2 separate regions of the Gossypium hirsutum genome follow, and region 2 is linked to region 1. A link is a contact called in public Hi-C data. All regions are on one chromosome and are shown on one strand. Each heading gives the region's core, a stretch centred on a gene start, on an enhancer-like site or on the middle of the called end of the contact. The rest is flanking DNA. Distances are from core to core; before and after follow the strand shown.

What was found. Hi-C and Micro-C count contacts between places; a contact is called where the count stands out from the background.
Region 2: a Hi-C map of leaf shows a contact between it and region 1, with 1.5 times the contacts expected there. The contact joins the promoter of LOC107922614 here to the promoter of LOC107921198 in region 1. A contact is called at or near these places in 2 of 34 Hi-C or Micro-C datasets (leaf and petal).

What each region holds. Positions count from the first base shown.
Region 1 is chrD01:26,342,965-26,350,083 of Gossypium_hirsutum_v2.1, forward strand. LOC107921198 reads right to left here and starts at 3,141. Exons shown (of 4, transcript XR_001690968.2): 1 at 3,007-3,141; 2 at 2,565-2,802; 3 at 1,421-1,596; 4 at 616-1,130.
Region 2 is chrD01:26,687,607-26,694,603 of Gossypium_hirsutum_v2.1, forward strand. It overlaps LOC107922614 (SEC12-like protein 1), which reads right to left and starts at 1,825. Exons shown (of 10, transcript XM_016852725.2): 1 at 1,346-1,825; 2 at 675-775; 3 at 1-43. The coding sequence starts at 1,759.

The sequences.
Region 1 (7,119 bases), core at 1,891-4,390:
TTATTGGTAAATTACCCGTTCACGATATCCTTTTTATTTTTATTTTGAGCTAAAAATATTAAAAGTTTAAGGCTAAATGCTTAAATTAGAATCTAACATTTTAAGAGTTGCTCATTTAAGGACTAAACCTTTCAAAATGATCATATAAAAACCTAACATTCACAAAAGTCTTTAAATAATAATTTTTCATGCACTTCAATCCAATTTATAGTGAAAATTAAATAAAGATGACATGTTTAGAATAAAACACATAACTACTGCATAAAAAGAAAAAAAAATAAAAACATAATTTGAGACTTCGTATATGATAATTGAGAAACCATTTGGAAAGATTTGACATTCATTTGAGCATTTTATAAAAGATTAGACCATTATATGACCATTTTAAAAAATTTAACTTTACATGAGCAACCCCTAAAATGTTGAGCTCAATTTGAACATTTAGCCAATATTTAATAATTGTTGACTGAATTCAAAATAGTTTTCTTTTTTTATATCATACAATAATTTATCATTTTATAATTCTAAATGACTATGTCAACGAATTTAAAATGAATTAAAAAAGAAGATAATATTAAATTTCATAACTGCGTATAAAATATAACAAGAAAATCATAAATAAATTTGCATTTTACTCTATTTTTAGCTTATGACATTGTTCATGACTTTTACCAAATATATCTGGATACCTATACGTTTTCATCATTCATCATAATAGCATTCATTCCAAGATGATCCAAACTCGAAAAATCCAACTGTCAAATTTGATTAGACTCAAATTCGAAATGACCCAACTTCAACTAAAAAATAATCCAAACCTAATATTTTTTAAAATCAAAATGATTGACCCAAAACCAACCAGACCCACCCATAACGGTATTCTCCGCTTATTCACCATACTTATTGACGCATTGAAGCACCAACTTCGACGACTCCTAATCATCATCATCAGTAAGAACAAGTTACACGCAAAGACAGCATCAATGGCAGAACCCAATGCTGCCCCAAGTTCTAAGGACTTGGGTCATTCAGGGGATTTGTTGTCGATAAACTATCTTCCGTGAAACAAACATTCAATACGAAAAAATCCTCCACTGAACAAATAGACCCCAAATGCTAGCAATTGATTTCTGTCAGTAAGAAGAATACTTTCAATCATGTTATCTTGTGTCTTGAAACATGCAAAACTCATGATCACGGTATTGACAAAACAACCACAACAGGAAAATTACTGTTGGGAAATCGAAATATATGAAAGCCAAACTCAAACAAGAGGACTATGCTCACGATGAAAACCTCGTTACTGTCAAGAGTTTCGATTAAAAAATACAACACATCATGCAGAACATCTTGGATAAAGATAAATCAAGAATTTGTCTCGTAAAAACTAACATATGAATTATATGAAATAAAATGATACCTGATGAAGAATTTTATTCTCCCCTAGACAAATAATAAGATGAAAATTATTATCCACCGACATCAAGGCTGATAAACCTCAGGAAGCTTGAGACCAACACTTGCAGCTGATTTTCCAAGTAATCTTTTCATTTCATCTGACCTATCAACCGCTATGTTGTATGAGAACAATAAGTCCTGCCAAATAAGTAGCAAAACCGGAAGCAAATCACATTCATTTCTTTCGGGAAACTTCTTGCATTCAAAAGCACAAAAATGAAGCATTGGTAGGTAGCATGGATTGATACAAGTTACCATAGTCCATACAAGCAGCATGAGAAAAAAAAAACAGGGACACTATAGCTATATTCCCATTAGAAAAACCAATGAACAAGCATCTTAAAGCCTTCTATTAATCCTTGGCCAAAAAGAAAGGCTTGTTTCAATCTTAGAAAAACCATGTCACATTCCCATAACATATCATCCAATATGTTTGGATATGGACATGAAGATATAGCCTTCCTAGAACCATCCGTAGAAAAAGTTTTTAAAAAATTGAATATACCTGTGTTAGGCACAAAACCCGATTCCAACACTCACACCAGAGTCCACAGTCTAACAAGCAACAGTCAATGCTAAACTAGGAGAAATAGACTCCTTTTGATTACTAGTTTTGCAGTTTTAGCTTTTATTTTATGAAAAATAAAGTTGTTGAGGATTAGACCCTCAAAAATTCAATATTGTCCCCGGTAGTTTTGTCTCCCAACTCAGCTGAGAGCCTTATAGCTTATGAGCTTGAGTCCAACTGTGAGCAAACTCTTCAATTTGTGCATGGTTTCATTCTGAAACGCTCTCACTCTATGAGGCCACCAAGGCTTTCGGCAAAGTCAAGAGACAACACCCCAACCGAAGACAATACTTGACTTGTGTGATGTATCCCTTGGACTCGTAGGGCTCTTGGCAGAGCCGAAGCGCATCAAAAAAAGCAAAGGGCTTTTAAATATAAAAATAAACATCTTTGGATAATTAGAAGTAAAAAGATATCATCTTTTGTAACTAAGAAAATGCATAATATTACTTATATCAACAATTAGATGTTGTATAAACCTAGCAGACAAAATAAGATATGTGAATCTAAAACCAAAGCAATGAAACATAGCAATTACCTTGTGATGATGCACACTGTTAAGCAAATAAGTATAATCATTGGCAAGCTTAATTCTTTGAGCAACTAAAGAAGGGTCTGAAAGTTGACTGTTTTTCCTAAATTGCTCTGCTATATACTGGCTAAAATGCTTTTTATACTCTTCTTTTCCAATGTGGTTTTTCACTGCTTTAAGAAGGACACGATATACTTTGAATGCTTCCATAGCTTGTTGAGAACCCATTTTCAAGCCCTTTAATCTGAAAAGAAACAAGCAAAAGACTTTGCAATGTCAAAACTAAGCAATGTCGACACTAACTCTCTCTCTTAGGCATTTCATCGAACAGTATGCAGGTATCAATGTCTGATTGAAATCTAGTATTTACCAATTGTACTTTTGAAATAAACCCAGAATTAGAAATGCACTAAACTAAAGATTAAAGCGCAAAAACATGAAAGACTACCTATAATCAAGGTCCCAAGGTGATAACTGATGAGGGAGTTACCCTCTATTCGATGAGAGTTTTTCGGGGGGTTTTTTTTTCCTGCTTTAATATTTATATTAGATTTGCAATTCTCGTTTGTTTGGTCTAATTTAGGTTTCAGTCCCTTTACTCTTTGCTCATTTAAAATTTAATCTCTATCCTTTTAATCTCGAAATTTTTTTGGCATAATGGTTAAATTAACCCCTAATATTTACCCCATTTTTCAATTTGGTCCTAACTCTCAAAATTTAATCAAATTTCATTTTTCTAGATGGAAAAGTTGACTAAACCATAAAAATTTTAGCAAACTAACGTGACAACTCATGCCAGAATTCACATGTACTTCATAAAAATATTTAAAAAAATAAAAATTATTAAATAATTCAACAAATTTCCAATAGGTTATAATTTTTAAAAAAATATATATGTATGACATCAATGAAGTATATGTAAACTGCCATGCAAGATGCCACGTCAACTTCTCTAAAAATGTTAACAATTTAATAAAATTTTCCTTCCCAAACAAAGAAATTTGACTAAAATTTGAAACTTAAGGTTAAAGTAATAAAAAAATAGAACCCATTAGCAAAATGGATAAATGTTAGGAGCTAAATTTGTCGTTATGCAACAAAGCTCTCTAAAAAACTCTCCCCAAAATTCGTTATCAAATCTCACACAACAGATATATCTATGAAATCTTTAAATAATGTTACAAAGACCCATTAAATAGGCTAAATACGGAGTGTTAATAAAATTAAAATATCATAGATTAATCAGAGTTCAACTAGGAAAAGATTGCAGAGTTTAATTAGGAAAAGAAACCCGATATTTGTGGGAACACATTGCGACGTCGTCTCTGCTTCACTATTTCAAACGTTGTCGCGTCAGACCTGTTTTGGGCCTTCATCGGTTGCTCGTCGATTGTCTTTCTAATTACCTGCAAAAAGTTCGATACATGCAAGGCATACCCACCACGTAGAGTTTAAACCTTGGTATTTGGGTGCCAACAAAATGCCTTATTGCTTACTTATTTTGTTAGCAAAATTTAGTGTAAAATATATTTTAAATTAAACAAATTAGTGTAAAATATTTTAAATATTGTCAACATTAAAAGATAATTGTTAAAAATATATTTCATATTTAAAAATTTACTAATGCACTTTTTGATAAAGTGTTGAAAAATTTCTATCAATTAAGAATTAATATTTTCAGCAACTTAATTTTTTAAACACCTACAATGAAAACTGCTAGATAAATTTTATTCTACAAAGAAAAATAATAGAAAATTACAATTAATTCTTGCTGCTTGAAGCCATCTTCCTACTAAATTTAACATAAATGACCAATAAAAAATACTAAAATAAAAAAATTGTAAAACAAAAATTAATTTATAATATTTACAAATTTAATTGAAATTTGATGGTTTAAAAATTATGTATTGCCACCAGAACCGTCCGATAACTCATTGAGTTCTACAATCGAATTTTTTTGCCTCTATTGATCATCACAGTCCGTCCAACATAGTCCCTTCCAACCGGGATCTTTCCATTTGTCCCGCTCCTTCGAATTTAGCTTACTTGCACTTACACAAGTACCTTCAATCAAGGTTGTTAGGGGTTATATTGAATAAAATGAAACATTCCTCCCCTAGTAATCTCTCACTTTGGGAATCATGACTGCATTTGAACACTTTTATTTCACCATCGATTTTCATTATTAATTCACTTTTTTCGAGATCGATGGTCGATATAGATGTGGCCAAAAATGGTCTGCCCAACAGAATATAGATCTTTTGATTTTCCTCAAATTCGAAGACTACAAAATCTATCAGGATTATGAAGCCTCTCACTTTTAACTAATACGTCCTCTAGCACACCTTTTGAGCGTACTAGGGACCTATCGACTAACTGTAGTGTTATCGAAGTATTTTTTAACTCTCCTAATCCAAGTTTCTAATAGATTGATCGAGGCATTAAATTAATATTGGCACCTGAATCACAAAGAGCCTTATTGAAATGCTTATCCCCTATCTCTACTGGAGTTGTAAAACTACCCGGATCCTTTAATTTTGGGGGTATCTTTTTCGTGATGATAGCATTACATAAGGCGTCAATATTGATTTGCTCACTCTTTTTCAATTTCTTATGCCTTGCCATAATTTCCTTTAGGTACTTAGCATATTTCGGGATTTTATCAATGAGTTCTAAGAGTGACAAATTAACATTGAGGGATTTAAACAAGTTAAGAAAACTTACAAAATCTGCCTCTTCCCTCCTCTGTTTGTCCTTTAACCTTGACAGGAATGGTACATTTGTTGTGCTCAGCTTTGAAATTGCTGACTCAACCATCATTTTCGCTATTTCTTCGATTGGATCTTTATGCTTGGTTTCCTCCACAAGCTTATCAACAAACTCGGATACAACCTCTTCTTCATGTATGGGTGTACTTGGGTTATCAAGTGTCTTACTTGATCGCAAGGTGATCACTGTTGCGCGTAAAATAACTATTACAATTGTGCAAGTGTACACGCTATTCAAGTAATAAAGTGATAAGTAAGTATCGTCTCCACAAGGATCGGAAACTGGTAAGAAATTGAGTACATTAAATATTAGGAAATAATCTCAGAGTGAATAAGAAACTTGACTAATGAATTACTGAAATTAAATGATAAAGAACAAAGAATTGATATGGCAAATAAAATGATGTGGCAATTCAATTCACAGAGAATATCAAGAGTATTTATGTTGTTGAATGAATAGGGTTGGAATTATTTAGGTGAAATGTTCATATCAAAATTATGCCATGGCAAAATATTGCCTAATCTACTGCCCAGAGATTCGCTATTGCGATCTGCCTCTTTCGGTAGCTAGATCTCAAGCTAAAAATCTAAGTTCATGTACGTCTACAGAACTTGGGATTGATAACTGCAATGAACGTCCTCTCTATACAACTTGCAACATCTATGTCTAGAGTGCTACGAATATTCTGTCGAGTAGTCGCTTGCATCAAACGATTCAAGATCCAATATTTTTAACCTTTTCAGAATTAAATACATCTAAGAACACACCATACATTCAATTATGTTTAGAGCTTGCATGCATGTATTTAAAATAAGCATAAATCAAATGTAACAGTGATATAGACAATCTCAAATCCTAGGCATTAAAAATGATAAAACATTCACCCAAACAACTCCAACCCATAAAAGACTTAGTTCATTGGTGGAAAAGTAAACATCAAAATAGAATCATTCATCAATATTTCTCAAATAATTTTGAATCACAGAAATTTGAATCTAGAAAATAAAGGCAGAACTGCAGGAAGTTATTTCCACACTCCTTCTCCTCTTAGTTCTTTAGATTGCTCGTGAATCTAGGATAAATTTCTCTTCCCCTTCCTCACATCTGTATTCTGCTCTCTTCTAAGCTTCCACCCTTTTCTTTTTCTGGAATTCTCCAATGGAGTTCTTCTTTGTGCAGAGAGAAAATTACTATCACCAATCTCTTTCTCACACTAATTCTCCCCCTGTTTCTTCTTCTCTTTCCTCTTTTATTGGGTGGATTCGTCCCTCTCAGCACAAATTTGTTTATACTCTTTTTTAGGGTGGTTTTTCTGGTACACGTCCAACTGGCTGAGAGTGACATGGATAGAGTACTGAGTCATCTACCTATAATTGCCATGGCAATTGTGTTGACAATCAATCTCACCATTTGCCACAGTAATGTTTCACTTCCCTTATTTTCTTTCTACATCCTCTTTATCCTCTTCTTCTACCTGCACCTGTGTCCAACCACAACCACAACTTTTCCTTCCCCAAGTAATAAAAGTAATAACTGATGAACAATATAGCGCAATCCAAGCTTTGTTATGCAATGTTCTAAAATTATCCTAAAAATGTAGATGTATTTACTTAATTTCAAATAATTAATTCTATCTAGAAGCCTAAAATATAACTCTTTTCAAGAGTTATCAATCACTACATACTCCTTCCTACCTCTCCGAGGGTTATTCTCAGTGTTACTGGGGATGCCTTGAATAATTTGTTTTTGTAACAAACCCATTATTTGGCGTATCTACTCTTTTATGTCGTTT
Region 2 (6,997 bases), core at 575-3,074, 340 kb after region 1:
GGACAGCTGTAAATGTGTTTCTTGACCATACAACTCAAACAACCTGCATATTACAAGAAATATCTCATTCTATAAGAACATTATGCCTGAAAATTATAGCTATAATAATCATCAATCTGAAAATTTTCAAAATTTCCCCTGTTTCCCTGGTCACAATGCATAAAAGCAATTGTTCAACTCCTCTTCTACCCAACACTCCCCAGTCCCCAGTTAAATACATGCATATATATATATGTATGTATGTATCTCACTTTTTTCCATCCAACAGCTCCAAAGCCAAAAAAGGGAAACCTTGTGCAAGCTATATGATGACTATGCTCAAGATGGAAAAATCCCAATCTCTCCATGACCTTACTTAAACTAATAAAAACAGAGAGAAATCCAAAGCAGAAGTTCCCCAAAAGGCCAAAACATACAACAAAACCACTAGTCACAGACTTAATCAGCAAATTCCCATACACAACTTGCCCAACCTCAGACATGATTTCAATCTCATAAACAGATTAAACAAAATTTCTTATAACTTCAATAAAACAGCATCCTAATATTCATCAAGAAGCATTTTGTAGTGATATTAATTAATACTTACAAAAATTGACTACTAGCAAGTTTTTGAGCTATGGCAATAAACAAGTAAAAAAACCAGTGTAATAAAAGGAAAAGAAAGAACTTACTTGCAGCCTCCATTAGTGGTAGAGCAAACAAAACAATCTCCACTTGGGTGCACTGCAATGGTTATTGGATCACCATCACTTTCTTCAAGCTCATGCCTAGCCTAATATAACAAATGTAAATATATAAACATCAAGTCCAACTAACTAATATAAAAAATAAATCAAATAACATAAACCAGACAATGACTCTTTTTGTAGTTATACAAAAACAATGCTTCCCTTTTTAGAAAAAAAATTAAAAGAACTCTAAACTATTCCACTTTTCTTAAGTAAGGCTATAGCTTTTATTGTATCAAAATAATTTATCTTCAAGGTATAAAATTTAAAGTCAAGCACTAATTTGGTGCAACAATAAAGTTATTTTAGCCTAAAAAATTATACAACAATGAAGTCAGAAAAGTAAATTTTCTTCTACAATGAAGAAAACAAGAAAACCCCATGAAAATTGTTTCTTCAATTAAAATAAATTTAATAATAAATAAATAAAAAACCATCCCCCCCCCTTTAAAATTGGAGGGAGAATTGCCACAGTCATCCAAAAAAACCCTGAAAACGACAACCTCGTTTGCTTAAAAGAATAAAAACCCTACTTCCAGAAAACCAAAAATGGAAACCCCAATTCCATAATTTAAAAAAGAAAAAGCAAACTTTTTAATTTTGTGATAACTTACCAACGGAGACGAAGAGAGAGAAGTGGTGTTGGGATCAAAAGGGAAAATCTCAATAACTGAAGAAGAAGAAGAAGTGGGTCGGGTCATTATCCGGGCCAAGACAACCCAATTGACGTTTTCGGGTCGACGGATCCATGACCCACACGAGACGGACCCACCTGCTTCACCTTCCATTGAAGAAGAAATGAAAGATATTTTTAGTTTTAGATATTTAAAATTTTGCTGGGTTTTGGAACGGTTGAAGAAGAAATTTATAAAAAGTAGGAGTCTTTGGGAAAGAAAATATAGTAAGGTGGGAGCAGGACAAAGCGAGAGAGGTACAAGGCTAACAAAGCGTATCCGGTTGTGGATTTTGGGGGGTGGATCCCACAGCAAGGTATTTTGGAAGCCCCGCCTCGCCTGTTTTACCAACATAAACAAAAGTCAACTCCGTTTTGAGAGTTTGGTTTTGGATATGCGAATCATCATCCCATATGATTCTGCCCAATTGGTGGACAATGTTTTCTTTTTCTTTTCTCTTTTTTTTTTTTAAACAAGGTTGGTTTTCTCTATTTTTTTATAATTTTATAAATTTTTAAATATTTAGATATTTAATCATTAGTCCGATTTTAGAAAAATATTGTTTTAAACTACTTTTATGGGTTATATTTATTAAATTTGATTATAAAAATAAGGTTTGATATATAATTTGGCATTTTTATTGTGGTATATGTATTTCATAAAAAAATTATATTTTGGTATTCAATTTTGGTTTTAAAATTAATTTTATGAAAGTTAATAGCTAACCGTGTTAGTTTTGAATTTTTATGATTTTGTTAATAGAATAGATTTAGTGTTAATTGCGAATTCATTTAATTTATATTTGTTTTTTTTGTTAAATGCATTCTAATAGTAGAGATTTCAGGTTGATTTGATAAAAGTTAATTATTAATATTATTAGTTAATTATGAATTTTTATCATCTTTAAAATCTGAATTAAACACTAAAAAATTAACATAATTATCTTCACATATCAAAATGTATAAATTTTTTTTATCAAATACAAGTATTACAAAAAGGATTAAAAGACATTAATACCATATTAAATATAATGACAAATTCAAATATTAAATAAAATGTTAAACCGAAAAAAGAGAGTAAAATCTTAGATATCAAATTGAATATTAGATAAATAATAATTTTCTACTCGACATTTGATAACAAGATTAATTTATAATTTGTTAAAAGAAGAAATTAAAATTGACATTATTGAGTAAGTGCAAGTATGAAAATTTTATTGGGTTTGAACAAAGCATTCTCCAATAGTGTAAACAGAATATTAAGATGATCACCTATCACATCAATTGACTAAAATGGTAATGAAATAGTACAATTTTCCATTGGTATTACTTTAGTAGTCCAAATGTATTTCCATATCCTCACTCCATATGATTGTAAGTTTTGGTTGGGTGAGAAAACATTATAAACTAATAAGATACTAAGTATAAAAAATTTACAAGAGTTTAATTGATTTTTTTTAAATGTTTGAGGGCCTTTTATACCATTAAGTCTTATTTAATTTACTCATAAATTTTAGTACGGTAAAGTCATCATGATTTTAGTGGAATTATAATTGAGTGAATTAATTAAATTTATTTTAATCAATTAGTTAAATAATATTTTGGGAATAGAAGATTAGTTATTGGGTTAGATAACTTATATGAGCTGGTTTAAGGTCCAAATAACATATATAATTGTACCCAATACATGAAACATGTCTAATAGTCCATTTAATACATGATGGGTGCAAATCCTAGTCCCAAAAAGGGGTGACACCGGGATGGCGTCGCCCAGTTTATATAGTCCTAGTGGGACTATGTATTTTTTATTAAAATAATATTATTTTTTCCCCTCTTGTTCAACTAGATCTCGTGTTTTTTCTCTATAAATAGAGACTATGAGTTAGGTCAAAATATACCATAGTAAGGTTGTTACATTTTATAGTGATATTTATTCTACAAATAAATTATATTTTTCGAGAGATCAACTTAAGCTTCTAGCTCATATAGAGAAATTGATATTCCTACTCGACTATCAATAACTTTTCATTGTGTGAAATAGGTTTAGTGTAATTAGAGCTCACTCTCTAAGCAAACTAAGGGTATGAGAATAGCAGAGTGTTGGATTTAATGCCCTAAGTGTAGTTTTTTTCGTCTAAGTACACTCGTAGTTTTTTCAAACAGATTGGTTAATAAAACAAATTTATTAATTACATTAATATACTTTGTATAATTGTCCTCAAATGGTTTTTGCACGCAAAGAAAAATGGAAGAAAATATATAAGAAATCGAAAGACAACTAATACTAATCGGTATTACACGGTCGAATCGTAGTATGGAAAGACAGCTTGTATTAGTAGATGAATCTAAACATGTCCTTAGTCTAATCGAAAATGAGTAAACCGATTGAAAGACTAATATGTCATCTATCAAGTCCAATTGGAGAGATGTCTTATCTTGGGCATCTGAGTGGATGACTCCCAGAAGATAGAGACATAGATGTGACTGACTAGACTGATAGTGCATCAAACAGGACCCAAGTAGAATATATCCTGAATCCGTTTATAGATTTATTCACTTGTGACATTCATAGTGTGACATACCTAAATCCCAAGTGGATTGTGGACTATGTATGTATGACTTATACACTTTGATGTAAGTAAAAAAACTGAGTTCAAATAAATAAGGAATCGAAAGTTGGTGCATTGAGTGTACGACTTTTGTAGTATGTAGCATCATTCACAATAGTGGAATTCATAGTCCAAAATATGGGTAAATGATATCCTCTCGTTGGAATTACATAGTTGATGAAAAGTAAACGTGGCCACGAGTTTTCTGTCTTTGTGATGGATGACTTGATTACTATTTGATAGTGATTGACTTTTCATGAAGGAAGATGTAATGGTTACCATGAGATAAAGTAAAATCATATTGGAAGAACAAATATTATCCCAAAAAGATTAAGGACATCCGATGAGGGCAACACACTAATGACAAGGTAATGGGACGAGCATTAATTATTTGCTTTCGTAATGGTATGTCGTTGGGGAGAGCTCAGTCATGATAATATAGTGGAATGACTTTGTGACTAAATAAGTTTATAATTAATAAGCGAAAAGTCAGAACTTAATTATAAATCATTTGAGAATCATCTAAGCCTCATTACATATGTTCAATCTGTCCCTTCGCTAGCTCGTTGAAACCAAAAATGAATTGCATGTTTGAATAAAAATGAACAGAATGAATAGAAAAAGAGAAATGGGAACATTAAGAAATTATTATGGTTTTCTCTGAAATAGAGAAATGGAATCATTTGGAAATGAATATGGGTCTCCAAAAATGAAAATGGAAATTTGCAATCCTATATAGGATTACTTAAAAAATGACGGAAGAATGAGTTTATGTTTTTGGACTATTTTGAAGCCTGAAAATGAAAATAAATCATTCGGTCCTAGTGAACATGTGAGTTGTGACATATTGAATGAATTTTCTCGAACTTTTATTGGGAGTAAAATTGTCAAAATTTTATTGGGATAAAATTAGGGTGAGAAAATTATTTAATATGTAGATATTAAAGTTTATTTTGAGAAATAGAAAAACTGAATCGGGTTGGATCATATTACAGAGTACTAGGTCAAAAAGGCCCAAGAGTACTCATAATGAGACCCGATGTGAAAGAGACCCAAAACCCCTATATAACAAGAAAGGGGCAACAACCCTAGTAGAAATACAAGGGTGAGTCATTCACCCCTCTTCTACTCTAAGTAGGATGTTATTTTTCTATTTAAAATAAATCTCTACAACTCTACAATAGTTCTACCTTCTTTTCCATTAAATAGATGACATCGGTAGAGTTATTGAGATAACTTTTGAGATATTGTTATTCTGCCGAAAAATAAAGAGGATTTATTCTCAACTTTTAAATATATTTTTCCAAAATAACAATTCTACTGCTTTCTATTAAAGAAGAGAGAATTTCTATTTTTACCCTAAAATGAAAACTTTTTCTAGTTTTGTATTTTGATTCAATCAGTTCTAGCCCACACTTGAAATAGTTCGTGGTACAAAAATAACTATGAAGATTGTTTGGTTAAAAGCCAAAAACATTAAGTGTAACACCCTACACCCGACTCGACCACCGAGTCTGAGCAATAGGATGTCAAATTCGTCGTCGGAGTGACTACGATCAATTTATTTCAACTTTAAGCCATTGTAAGATTTAATTCAATCAAACAAAGATTAATCACAATAATCAACCATTTATGGGATTTATACACGTTCACAAAAGCTCCAAGAACTAATTTGAGGTTGAACATGAACCAAGCGTCCATCATATGATACCAAATTCAATAGGAGCATTCACTTAAGAACAAACCTATAACACCCCAAAATAGGGCCTAGGAGTTTTAGGGGTATTTTAGGAATTTCAGCCTTAGAGTGTTTGAAACTTTGCAACATGATATATCGGTAATGTTTTCAATTATGGTTTTTAGAAAATTAAATCAATTTCTAAAAATGAGTTCTAAATACATTTATTTGTAAAATAGTCAAAACGTAGAGTTTTTATGAAAAATTTAACCAGATTTTAAAAATTCAAGCTAAAAACCCCCATTCTCCAAATTATTTCACGTAAAAACAACCCCCAAAACTAGTGTATGTCGTCCCTTGTTCTCTCTTGCTATTCCAATCAATTTTGAACTTCAAATCCTAATTTCTTTTGATTTCTATCATCTCTTAAGTTATAAACCTCTATAAAAAGACCAAGAAAACCACCAAAAAACACCATAGTTTCCTCCATTGTCAAGCTTTCGAGTTTTTTGGGTTTTTGATCTAATGCTTGGATTTTCATCGTCTAAGGTAACGGTTCAACTTCTAAATAGTTTTAAATGTTATTTAGTCTTTAAAACTAAGTTTTTAGCCATTAAATCGCATGTTTTAAATAAAAGCCGAAAATTTGATCGTTAATGGTATATTTTTTGGATTTTGGATAAAAACATGGTTTCAAAGTGTTTTTCAATTAGTTTTGATGTGATTAGAAGATTTATAAACTTACTTTGAAGTTTCGTTAAAGATTTATTGATTTTTAATGAAATTTTCAAAAAATAGTCATAAAACATGTCAAAAAAGTCGATACTATGAATTGAGTATTTTAGTTTAGTTTAAAGGTTAGGAATTAGTTGTAGGTGAATTATAAGATGAACGGACTTGGTTTTAGGTGAAAAGATTAAGTATAGATCGAGATATTCAAATTTAAAGTTTGCTATGTTATAAGTTTTAGTTACATAAGAACTTAGTTTTGACTTATGTTTTGTATGCTTGTAATGAGTCATTGGTTGATTTTTGGGTGTATTGTTGTGTGAACTTGTTGTGTTGAAGTTTCAAATTCGATAGAACCTTCTACGAGTAGAGGTAAAGGCAAGGAAAAGCTAGTTTGAGCTTTCAGTTTTTTGGCGAAAGTGTAATTGGTGAGTGTTTGGAATAATTGCTTGTGGACATGATTCAATGCGTTATTTGGAAATTTAGTAGTAGCCTAAGCCCCTACTCTAAATTTTGAGTATAAGCTTTCTCATACCTACGCTATACTGTGAACAATGTGCTTATGTGTTTGTGAATA